2 separate regions of the Urocitellus parryii genome follow, and region 1 is linked to region 2. Evidence: chromatin contacts called from public Hi-C data. All regions are on one chromosome and are shown on one strand. The core of a region is the stretch at or near the end of the contact, and the rest is flanking DNA. Distances in the headings are between cores, read along the strand shown. Region 1 holds the start of Zbtb41 (zinc finger and BTB domain containing 41). Region 2 holds the start of Ddx59 (DEAD-box helicase 59).

Region 1 (4,811 bases), core at 1,595-4,094, 2.9 Mb before region 2:
ATAAAAAGCAAAAAGTTACTACTTTAATGCCTACTGTATGCTGTAGCTATATTTTGATAGCAAATGATTAATACCTTATAAAACCAATTTCCACCTATATCAATAACATAATAATTCAAAAGTATAATACACCTGGGAACATATTAAACAAACTCAGATTAAATTCATTATGTTCTTATCATTATGTGTGATAGAATATATTTCACAATTTCATAACTTCAATTTACACGTAAATAGCTTAACTACTTCAATTAAAGAGTATGCATTAAATAGTTTATATGACTTCTTCAAAATTGCTTTACTAGCAAATATCTGACATCTCAAAATTAAATATGCACTGACATAAAACCTCAGGTTATGGACCACATTTCCTACATACTCTTTTAAAAGGGAAAAATTTGATTTATTCATTTTTATAATAATTAGTGTTAATAACTAGGGTACTTCCTAAATTATCTATCTAAAGTTATTCAATTACAGTATAATTTTATTCTTCACTTTAGTCTAATTTAAAACATTCTAATTCTAAAAAACACTAGAAAGGTGACTATATTTATAATTTATCATCATGTACAAAGGGAAAACAGTAAACAAATTACTAAATATAATCCAATTACATTTTCTGTAATGACTCAAGTTAGCACTCATCTTCAAAACTGGAATATAAATCAAAGCTGTTCATGATAATTATTGATTCTCTGGTATCTTTCATATTAAATACATGAACTAATAATCTATTACCTATTAGGACATGACAAAGAAAAAATAAAGGGTAATATAAATACTTAACATGATTCCTGAATCACAACAAATTTAAAATAATAGGATAAAGTACACAGTGAAAAGAAAATTATCTTCCCTACTTAAGCACTCTTTATTTTCAAACTTCAGTTTCCAATTATTACCTTTAAATATCCATGTAAAGTAAGTGATAAGAAACAAAAGTTTTCTTACCTATTCGGTCAAATGTTTTATCACATTTAGGACACTGCAATATTTTTTTGTTACTGTTCTGAATGACTACTGGAGTTAACCCCTCGTGAATGCTTCCTACAGAATCACCAGCCTCGGGTTCCTCTTCTGCTTCATTATCTTTTTCACTTTGTTCTTCAATGTCAGAGTATTCATCTGACATTTCCTCCTCTAGTTCATCTTCTTCAGCATTATATTCACTTCCAGGATCCTCAGAATCATTTTTATCTGACTTTTCCTTATCAAAACTTTCTTGATTCAAATTGTCTGACCCATCACCACTTTCTTGTTCATCATCACTGGTATCATCAAACTTAACAGGGCACTTCCGATTCCTTTTTGATCTTCTTGCAGAAAAACTTCTCTCCAGCATTTTTAACCCATGTTTTTTCCCTAACAAAAGGGACCTATGAGTTTTAGCCAAATGATTTTCTAAAGACTTTTTGTAACAAAAATGTCTACTGCAGAATTTGCACTGATGATTATTTGATAATCTTCCAGTTAATTCATTTAGTGTTTCTTCTGGTGATGACTTTTCAGTTAGCTCTGATTGAAAAGCGGCAACATTTTCATTATTTAGCAGCTTTACTGCATCTATAATGTCCAAAAATTTTGCAGCCTCTAAAACAAGAGGTATTTCATATTTGTACACAAAAAATTCTGATGTGTAAAGAAATTCAAGCAAATGCTGAAAAACTGAATGTGTTACGTGATCCAGAGTGACAACATCAGTGCTTGGATTTTTGCTCAAACAGGCATGAAAATAACTACTGCCAACAGCAACAACTACTTTATGTGCACTAAATTCTTTTCCTTCTACTATGATAAGTAAATCACAGAAAGATGGTTGTTTCTGTCTATCATCATTTAAATACTTGAGCAAATTCTTATTATACTGCAAAGAACTCAAAAGCTTTCTCTGATCTGGAGAGGGAGGAAGTTCCTGATAACAGTGCAGAGCTTCAGTTGTAGGTCTCTCTGTAGAGTGAGTACAGGTCACTTGGTCACATTCCACTGCAACATTTCCTTCCGAAGAATCTTTATAGCCAAGATGGATCTTCTCGTCAAGATTTGAAGTAACCTTTCTCCTTTTCTTCATTGCAGTACAGCAATTTCAGAACAAGAAACTTCATAAGTGTCTTAAGAGATTCATAAAGGAAAACTAGATTGTCTTGGACAACAGCTTCTGGACAGGGGTGCCTGAGGGTTTCATGGTCTGCAAAAGTAAGAATCATGTAAAATAACTTCAGGCAAAGCAACCTTAAATCAGTCACAGGCATTTGTCAGCTCCTTCCTAAATTATAACTAAGTTACCATCAAGTCACACTCACATTCATTCGTGGCTAAGATTTTAGGGCGGAGAACAAGGAGGGCCAGGTTAGAAAAGACAGCCAACAAAAGAATAATGTTTAAAGGAAGCAAGAGCACACCTTCCAGGCCTGATTTACGAACAGGGTGGAAATAACTGGACAGAAGAGGGAGAGTTCTAAGATCCTTGACGATGGAGGTTGAAGGGGGCTGCAGTCATGTTTTGGGGGCGCTGAAATAGTGACAATAAGGCCGTCGCGGCCACGAAATCCGAGTCTTTCCATTAGCATGCTTTTTTATGCGGGGCAATGCACAGCTATTCACAGACCTAACGCGTCCCTCTCCCAAAACCACCCGGCAGGAGACGGCCCCAGAAGGGGCTCAGAGCAAGAAGAGTGGGGTCAAACACAGGGACGACTAAAATAAGCAAAAGAGCCTTTCAAGGCCCGGGCCAGGTGGAGAATGCGCTCGCCTACCAGAAACCCGTTACCCTTCCCACCCAGTATCCCTAGGCAAACGCCCCACAGATTCATTACCGGGAACCCAGGGCTCCCCCGCTGACTCCACTCTGGGCGCGCTCGCTCCAGCGCCTACCCACTTCCGGGTTCAGCCACCCACCTCACCCCCCTCCCCGCTGCTCCTTCCCCTCCCGGAGTCTCGCCGCCTCCAAACCACCGAACACGTCAACCGCGCGCGCAGCCTCCAAGCCGCCCAGAGCGACGGCGCGCGCCCCTGCGCGAACCAATGCGCACGCGCGCGCACCCTTCCTTACGCATGCTCCGTCGGTTCCTCTGCCGCTTTGGGAACACTGGTTACTCCCCTGATCCATTACTCCGGGTTTTCTTGGTGGCTGGGTGGCCTCGGGTGATTGAATCCTGCAAGCTTTGCTGCGGCAGGGGAACGGAAGACGGGAGGTTTGATAGCGACTTGGGAAGAAATTGGCAGAGGCGCAGTAGTACCGACGTATTTTATTCTCACTGGTGTGTTTAATAGTTTGTAACCAACCAAAGGGCGACCGCCGGAAGCCGGTCCCAGCACTCATGCTGGCAAACGTCTAACGAACCGAGATTGACTTCGCTTGGTTTTTTTCTGGATTTAAAGGGCAAGACTTAAATGCAGTTACTCCTAAGATTGCGGTTTTTAAAAAACTTTTTTTCCCCCCTGTACACAGGAAAAAGGCACATGTAAGTGTACAGCTGGTTAGAAAAGAAAGGAAGTCAAAAGGGGAAAATACCAAAGGACAACTTTGCTCTGAGGGAGCACCTGAGATTTCTGCATTTTTAATAAAGCCCCAGGTGGGCTGGTATTACTGGTCTGAGGGTCACTTTTTGATTAGTATAGTCCCAGACCTTGAGATTGTGCAGACGTAATGCAAGACAAAAGACCAAGACCAAAGGAAATGGGGGTCCCAACTCTTAACCCCTATCTACCCATCAAATATAGAGCTGAAAAGGCTACCCTCTGTGGAAGAACAGGTGGAGGAGTCTCCTACATAGAGGATGTGAGGAAATGACTAAGCTTTGGTCAAACACCCTTTAGGTGTTGTTCCGAAGTTATATTTTAGATGGTGGTTAACAGGCAATTCTGTACGCTGGAGTAGATGACCCTCTAGTAATACCAGTTGAAGCCTTCAAGAGCAAATTCAGGTTTGCCAAAGAAGCCATTTTCCCTAAGAATTCAACTTAGAAACCTTGCCTGGGTTTTCAGCCCAGGAGAATTCAGACTCAAGACTGAAATCTCATCTGGGTGAACTTCCAGCCTGTGGGGCCTGTCCTATGATTTTAAATTTTCTCTCTCACACAATCATGTGTGAATCAGTTCCTTCAAATAAGTTATATCTCTTCATCCTCTTGCTTCTGTTTTCCTGGAAAACCCTAACTAATCCATCAGCAATGAAAAAAAGAAAAATTAAAAACAATGCCAGGATATCCACATCCTTCAGGTGCCAGAAGTTTTTGTCAAGAGTGTGGGGAGAGATCAGAGACCAGAGGCAGGAGGTCAAGAAAAAGGGAATCTTCGCATACTAAAATTTCTTTCAGTGTCTTCCTTTTGCTGACCTGTCATGGTCTTATCCTTTAATAAACTGATTCCAAAGTTTATTTCTGATAATGAATATGTTTTCCTTCATTTATTCAATTGAAAATCAATAAAACAATGACCTTGTACCAGGAATGTGATATTTTCAATAAACTTCTTATAAACATGTTTTTAATATGAAATGCCTGGAACAAATATGAAATACCTGGAAATGAATTTAATTATATTTAACGTCCATACACAATTCTTTACAATTCTTTAATAGGAGTATTTTAGTTTTTCTCCCACTTTTTTCTGAATTTTCACAAGCCTTTAAAAATGTAAAAATTATTTTTATCTTGGGCTGCGATTGTGGCTCAGTGGTAGAGTATTTGCCTAGCATGTGTGAGGCACTGGGTACGATTCCCAGCACCACATTAAAAAAAAAAAAAAACTAAATAAAATAAAGGTATTGTGAACATCTACAACTAAGAATATTTTTTTAATTATTTTTA
Region 2 (5,004 bases), core at 48-2,547:
CAGTTTCTTCTGGTTAAAAACAAAACCAAAAAAACAGTCTTTTCTTTACACACATGAGCAGTAGAAATACTGCACACATTGCTCAACCCAACCCTGGTGTGCCGAGTTTACTTCTATTCATTGATTACTTGCATTTTGAGTCAGATATTATAGAAATTCTAAAGTAAATACTTCTTTAATATTTTCACAAAGAAAACTGAAGGGATAATTCACAGTTAGAATCTTTAAAATCAAAACCACAAACCATAGAGAAAAATGTTGTTATTTTTAAGTAACATTTATGGACTGCTTATTTTGTACCAGTGTTTAGTGCCTCACCTAATCTTCACAATCATGTAAAGTAGGTTAGTGTGTAAAGTAAGTTAGTGTACATATTATATATATTATATTTTATATACCATATTGCAAAAATCACAATAACACGATATAGCATAGTAAAATCATATGTATATCAACGTGCATATAAATATTCATATATAAACACATTTTACACATAAACTCAGCCACCTAGAGATGAAGTTTATTTGTCCAAGCTCACACGTAAAATGCCTGAGGCCCAGCATTCTGGCTCCAGAACACAAGCTATTTTTTACAAAAAGAGCTTGCAAAATTATGTTTGTAAAATTACAGTAATTGGGAAAGATCACTCTTAATTAATTTAAGGACTATCTACTTATATTTTTTACTACTAATATTTTTCTTAAAAAAAAATTATTGGCATAAATTGCCAGATTCCATTTTCCGGGCCGGGGCAGGGGGAGAATAAAACGCAATGAGCGTCCAGAATGAACATTCTAACTCTCTGAAAGAGTAAAGGGGTGGTGGGTGGGGACAGCTCTAAGCGAACAAGGAATAGCTCAGAACACGAAGTCTTCAAATGACGAAATCGAACCGGCTCGGGCAGGGCAGGCAGCCTCGCGGCCTCCAGTTCTCGCCAACGCCCCCCGCACCCTGGCGCGTTCCCAGACCCTCCCCACAGGCGTCGCCTCCCACCTACACCCGGCGGCCGCGCACCCGGAGGCGCGCGTACGTCACGGCGCTGCTAGGAAACGCGACGGGCGGGGCGTCGGGTTCGGGACGGAGGCCTGGACTCCGCTCTGCAAGGGTGGAAAGGGAAACCGATTTGGGGGGCCCACACTGCTGCCGCGGCCTCTTGCCCCGGTTCCTCACCCTCGCGGACCGGAGGCCGCATCTGCTTCCTCTCCGGGCCGGCTCACCCTTTCAGGCGCTGGGCCGGGCGGGCTACAGACGAGGCCGAAATGCGGCCCGCACGATCCACCTCTCCGGGTTTTGGAAGGGGCCGGGCTCCTGCACGGCAGAGGGAAGGGGCGGGGCCTGGCGAGGAGGGGCGGGGCCGGGAAGCTCCGCGCTCTTTCTACGCCCCTCCCCGGCTCCCGCGGACTGTCAATCTCTGAGCCGAGCTGGAGCTGAGCAGGTTCTGTTTGGAGTGCCCAGTTTGGGAATCCTTTGGAGAGAATTTACGTAATCGAGTAGGCCGGGACTGGCGAAAAAGTCAGACCCGCGCGGAAAGACGCAAGAGGGTGGCGCTGGGGCCTGGCATACTTGGAAAGTGGGAAGTTTGAGCGTGACAGGGAGGGACAGAGGCCCCGTTCGGCCGGAAAGCGCCGTTCCGCCTTCAGCTGGCAAGAATAAGTTGAGAAAGAATAAGTTGAGAACAGTGCACTTAATGGGTAGCATTTAATATACCGAGTACTGTTTCAACCACCACCATACTCCACCTTAGCACCAAGAAAGAACCCAAAATGAGACAAAAAGGCACAGGCTACACACACATCAGGGTTCTTGGTCTCTGTGGGTTGCCTTTCTCTGCCTTCCCAGCCTCTGGAGCTCTCTCCCAGGAAACTAGTGGTTGAGAAGGGGAAGGTGGGGAAGAGGAGGGGAAGGAGGAAAGTAAAGGTTAATAACTTGGGGTGTATTCTTAAATATTTTCCCATCTAATATTTGATGTATACAAAATAATATATTTAACGAACACGTGAAATTTAAAACATACTAATAAAAAGAAAATCTGACCCAACCACATCATCAATATTTAGCACTTATTTCTGTATCTCCAGGGTTCTACTCCTTGCCTCTTCCTCCACCCCCATTATCAAGTTTTATTTGTAGGTTCTGCTTTCCATTTTTAGTAGATGCATTTTGGATGCATCTCTAAACTATTGTTTCATTTTCTTCTTGTAAGAAAATATAGTTAATATATAGATAGCCTTCCCAGATTTGCTTTTATTACTCAACTTTTGTTCCTCTGACTCATCAAAGTAGTTAAGGGTAATAGTAGAAATTTAATTTTCACTGCCTAGTTAAATGGGTGTTCTTTCCTGTCAGAAATGTATTCCGACATGATTATTTAAAAATGCACTCTTTAAAAGTTTCCCTGCTCTGGCACTGGGAGTTGAACCAAAGGCATTTCTAACCCTTTTATTTTTTTATTTTGAGGCTGGGTGGTGATAAATTGCTGAGGCCCTTAAACTTGCATCTAGCTACATTATTATTTCTATGTTGATAGCAATCACACTAAATGTATCTGCTTCCCTGAGTTCCTCACTACATTGGCCTTACTAGATTGCCAAGGCTGGCCTCCAACTTGCAATCCTCTTGTCTCAGCCTCTTGAGCGGCTGGGATTACAGGTGTGTGCCACTGCGCCCAGCTAACTGTTCACTTTTGAGCATAATAATTATTCAAAATTCTGTATGTTTTCTTTAAAAACCTTACTCTTCTCTGATCATGTAAACTCATGCCCCCACAAAATCTGGCTTTGTTCCTGGTAATAACAAGGCTAGCAGGACATTTTTGATCACCTTCAGCAAGTGTATCTGAGAATCATTTGAATCTGTGAGCAGCACTGTTGGAACAGAGGGGAGGGAGATGTCCAACTTTCAAAGATAACTCTGAGATACTGTCTGAGTGGTTGTACCAATCTCTTTTGCCTTCAGTACTGATAAGCTCTAGCCTCCCACATTCTCTCCAATCCTCCTTATTGTCAGACTTCTTACTTTTTTGGTAGTTTACAAAGAATAAATAGGTACCTTATGTCAAAATGAACCTCACTAGTGTGTATAACTAGAATGTATAAACAAAAAAATTTTAGGGATTGAATTCGGGGGCACTCAACCACTGAGCCACATCCCCAGCCCTAACTTGTATCTTATTTAGAGACAGGGTCTCACTGAGTTGTTTAGCACCTTGCTTTTGTGAGGTTAGCTTTGAACTCGGGATCCTTCTGCCTCAGCCTGCTGAGATTATAGGTGTGCGACATGACGCCTGTCCCAATAAAAACATTTTAAAAAAAGAATAAGTAGGTGCCACATTATGATTTTAATTTGCATTCTTTATTTACTGATGAAGGTAAGCATTGAGCATTTTTTAACGTAGTGCTTCATTGATGTTTCTTCTTCCTCATTTAAGCGTTGGAAAAAATGTGTATAAATATATGTATTATTTATACCAATCTTTTGTCAATTGTAGTTGTTGCAAATATCTTCTCCTAGTTTATAGCATGTGTTTTTCCACTTTTGACAATGCATGATCTGATTTTAATATTGGCTTGTATGAGTGCTTAAATATATAAAATACATATTTACACATGTAGATGGATAGATATATGATATCTATTAAGTGTCGTATTTAAAAAGTAATTGATGCTGGGTATGGTGGCATACACCTATAATCACAGTTTGAGGCTATTCTGGAAAACTTAGTGAGATCCTGTCTCAAAAAAAAATTTTTTTAAAGGGAAAGGGATGTAGCCCAGGATTTAATCTGCAGTACAAAACAAACAAACAAAAAAAACTGACTTTGATAACAGGTGATTTTTTTTTATAAACGGATTCAATATCTTTATTTTGTTTATTCATTTTTATGTGGTGCTGAGGAATGAACCCAGTGCCTCACATATATGAGGCAAGCACTCTGCCACTGAGCCACAGCCCCAGCCCCCAATAGGTGATTTTTTTTCGTTTGAGAATTTCTAAGTTTCCTCATGCATTTTGGCATATGCACTGTGAAAGACCATAATGACTTAGAATTTTTTAAAAATTAAATTTATTTTTAACTGACACAAGCCCAGAAATGTATATATTTACAGGGTACTATGCTTTTAATTTTTAAAACACTTTAAACTTTCTTTGAAAAAGATCTAAGAAAGTTTTATGGCTAATACAATGTCCACATATACCCCATATGTTCTTTCACATAGATTTAGAGTTTACTTGTGTGTGAAAAAGATTTATTTGTTGTTGTTGCCTTTGAATCATTTAAGAGTAAATTATAGCATGAACCTCTGAAGACAAAATTTTTCTCTCATGTACACAAAGAACCATGCCCAAGGAGTTGGGGATATAGCTCAGTTGATAGAGTACTTGCTTTGAATGCACAAGGTCCTGGGTTCAATCCCCAGCAGCACAAATAAAATAAAAAAGAACAATGCTCAAATTTAGATAGGTTAACATCAATATAGTCTTCACTGAAGTTTGCCAGTTGATCTTCAGAGCAATTTCCTCCCAATCAGGGATCAAGTCCAAATTCTTTTCTTTTTTGTTAAACTTTATTTATTTATTCATTTGTATGTGTTCTGAGGATTGAACCCAGTGCCCCAAATATATTAGGCAAGAGCTCTACCACTAATCCACAACCTCAGCCTCTATTTTCCACTTTCTTTGTAGTCTTTGGATAAATAAATATCCCAAATTTAATATGGTTACACTTGTCAATCTTTTTCTCTCATAGCTCATAACTTTGCTGTCCAAAAATATCCTTACCTACCCTTAAGTCAAGAAGGCATTTTCTTAGAATTTTTTGGAAAAGTTTTACCTTTAACATTTAAATCATTAATCCATATGGAATTGGTTTATATTGTGTATGAAATAAGAATGCACTTCTTTGTTTTCCAAATGGCCAGCCAGTTGTCCAAATACTATCTATTGACTAGGATCCTTTCACAAGTGACCTTCAATGCCATCTCTGGTCACATATCAAGGTTCCAC

The links. A called contact is a pair of places that touch in the nucleus more often than the background predicts.
Region 1: a Hi-C map of muscle shows a contact between it and region 2, with 8 times the contacts expected there. The contact joins the promoter of Zbtb41 here to the promoter of Ddx59 in region 2. A contact is called at or near these places in 2 of 2 Hi-C or Micro-C datasets (liver and muscle).

The regions. Positions count from the first base shown.
Region 1 is chr9:120,036,050-120,040,860 of mUroPar1.hap1, reverse strand. It overlaps Zbtb41 (zinc finger and BTB domain containing 41), which reads right to left and starts at 2,844. Exons shown (of 12, transcript XM_026401501.2): 1 at 2,817-2,844; 2 at 955-2,188. The coding sequence starts at 2,071.
Region 2 is chr9:117,101,887-117,106,890 of mUroPar1.hap1, reverse strand. It overlaps Ddx59 (DEAD-box helicase 59), which reads right to left and starts at 1,297. Exons shown (of 7, transcript XM_026397151.2): 1 at 1,171-1,297.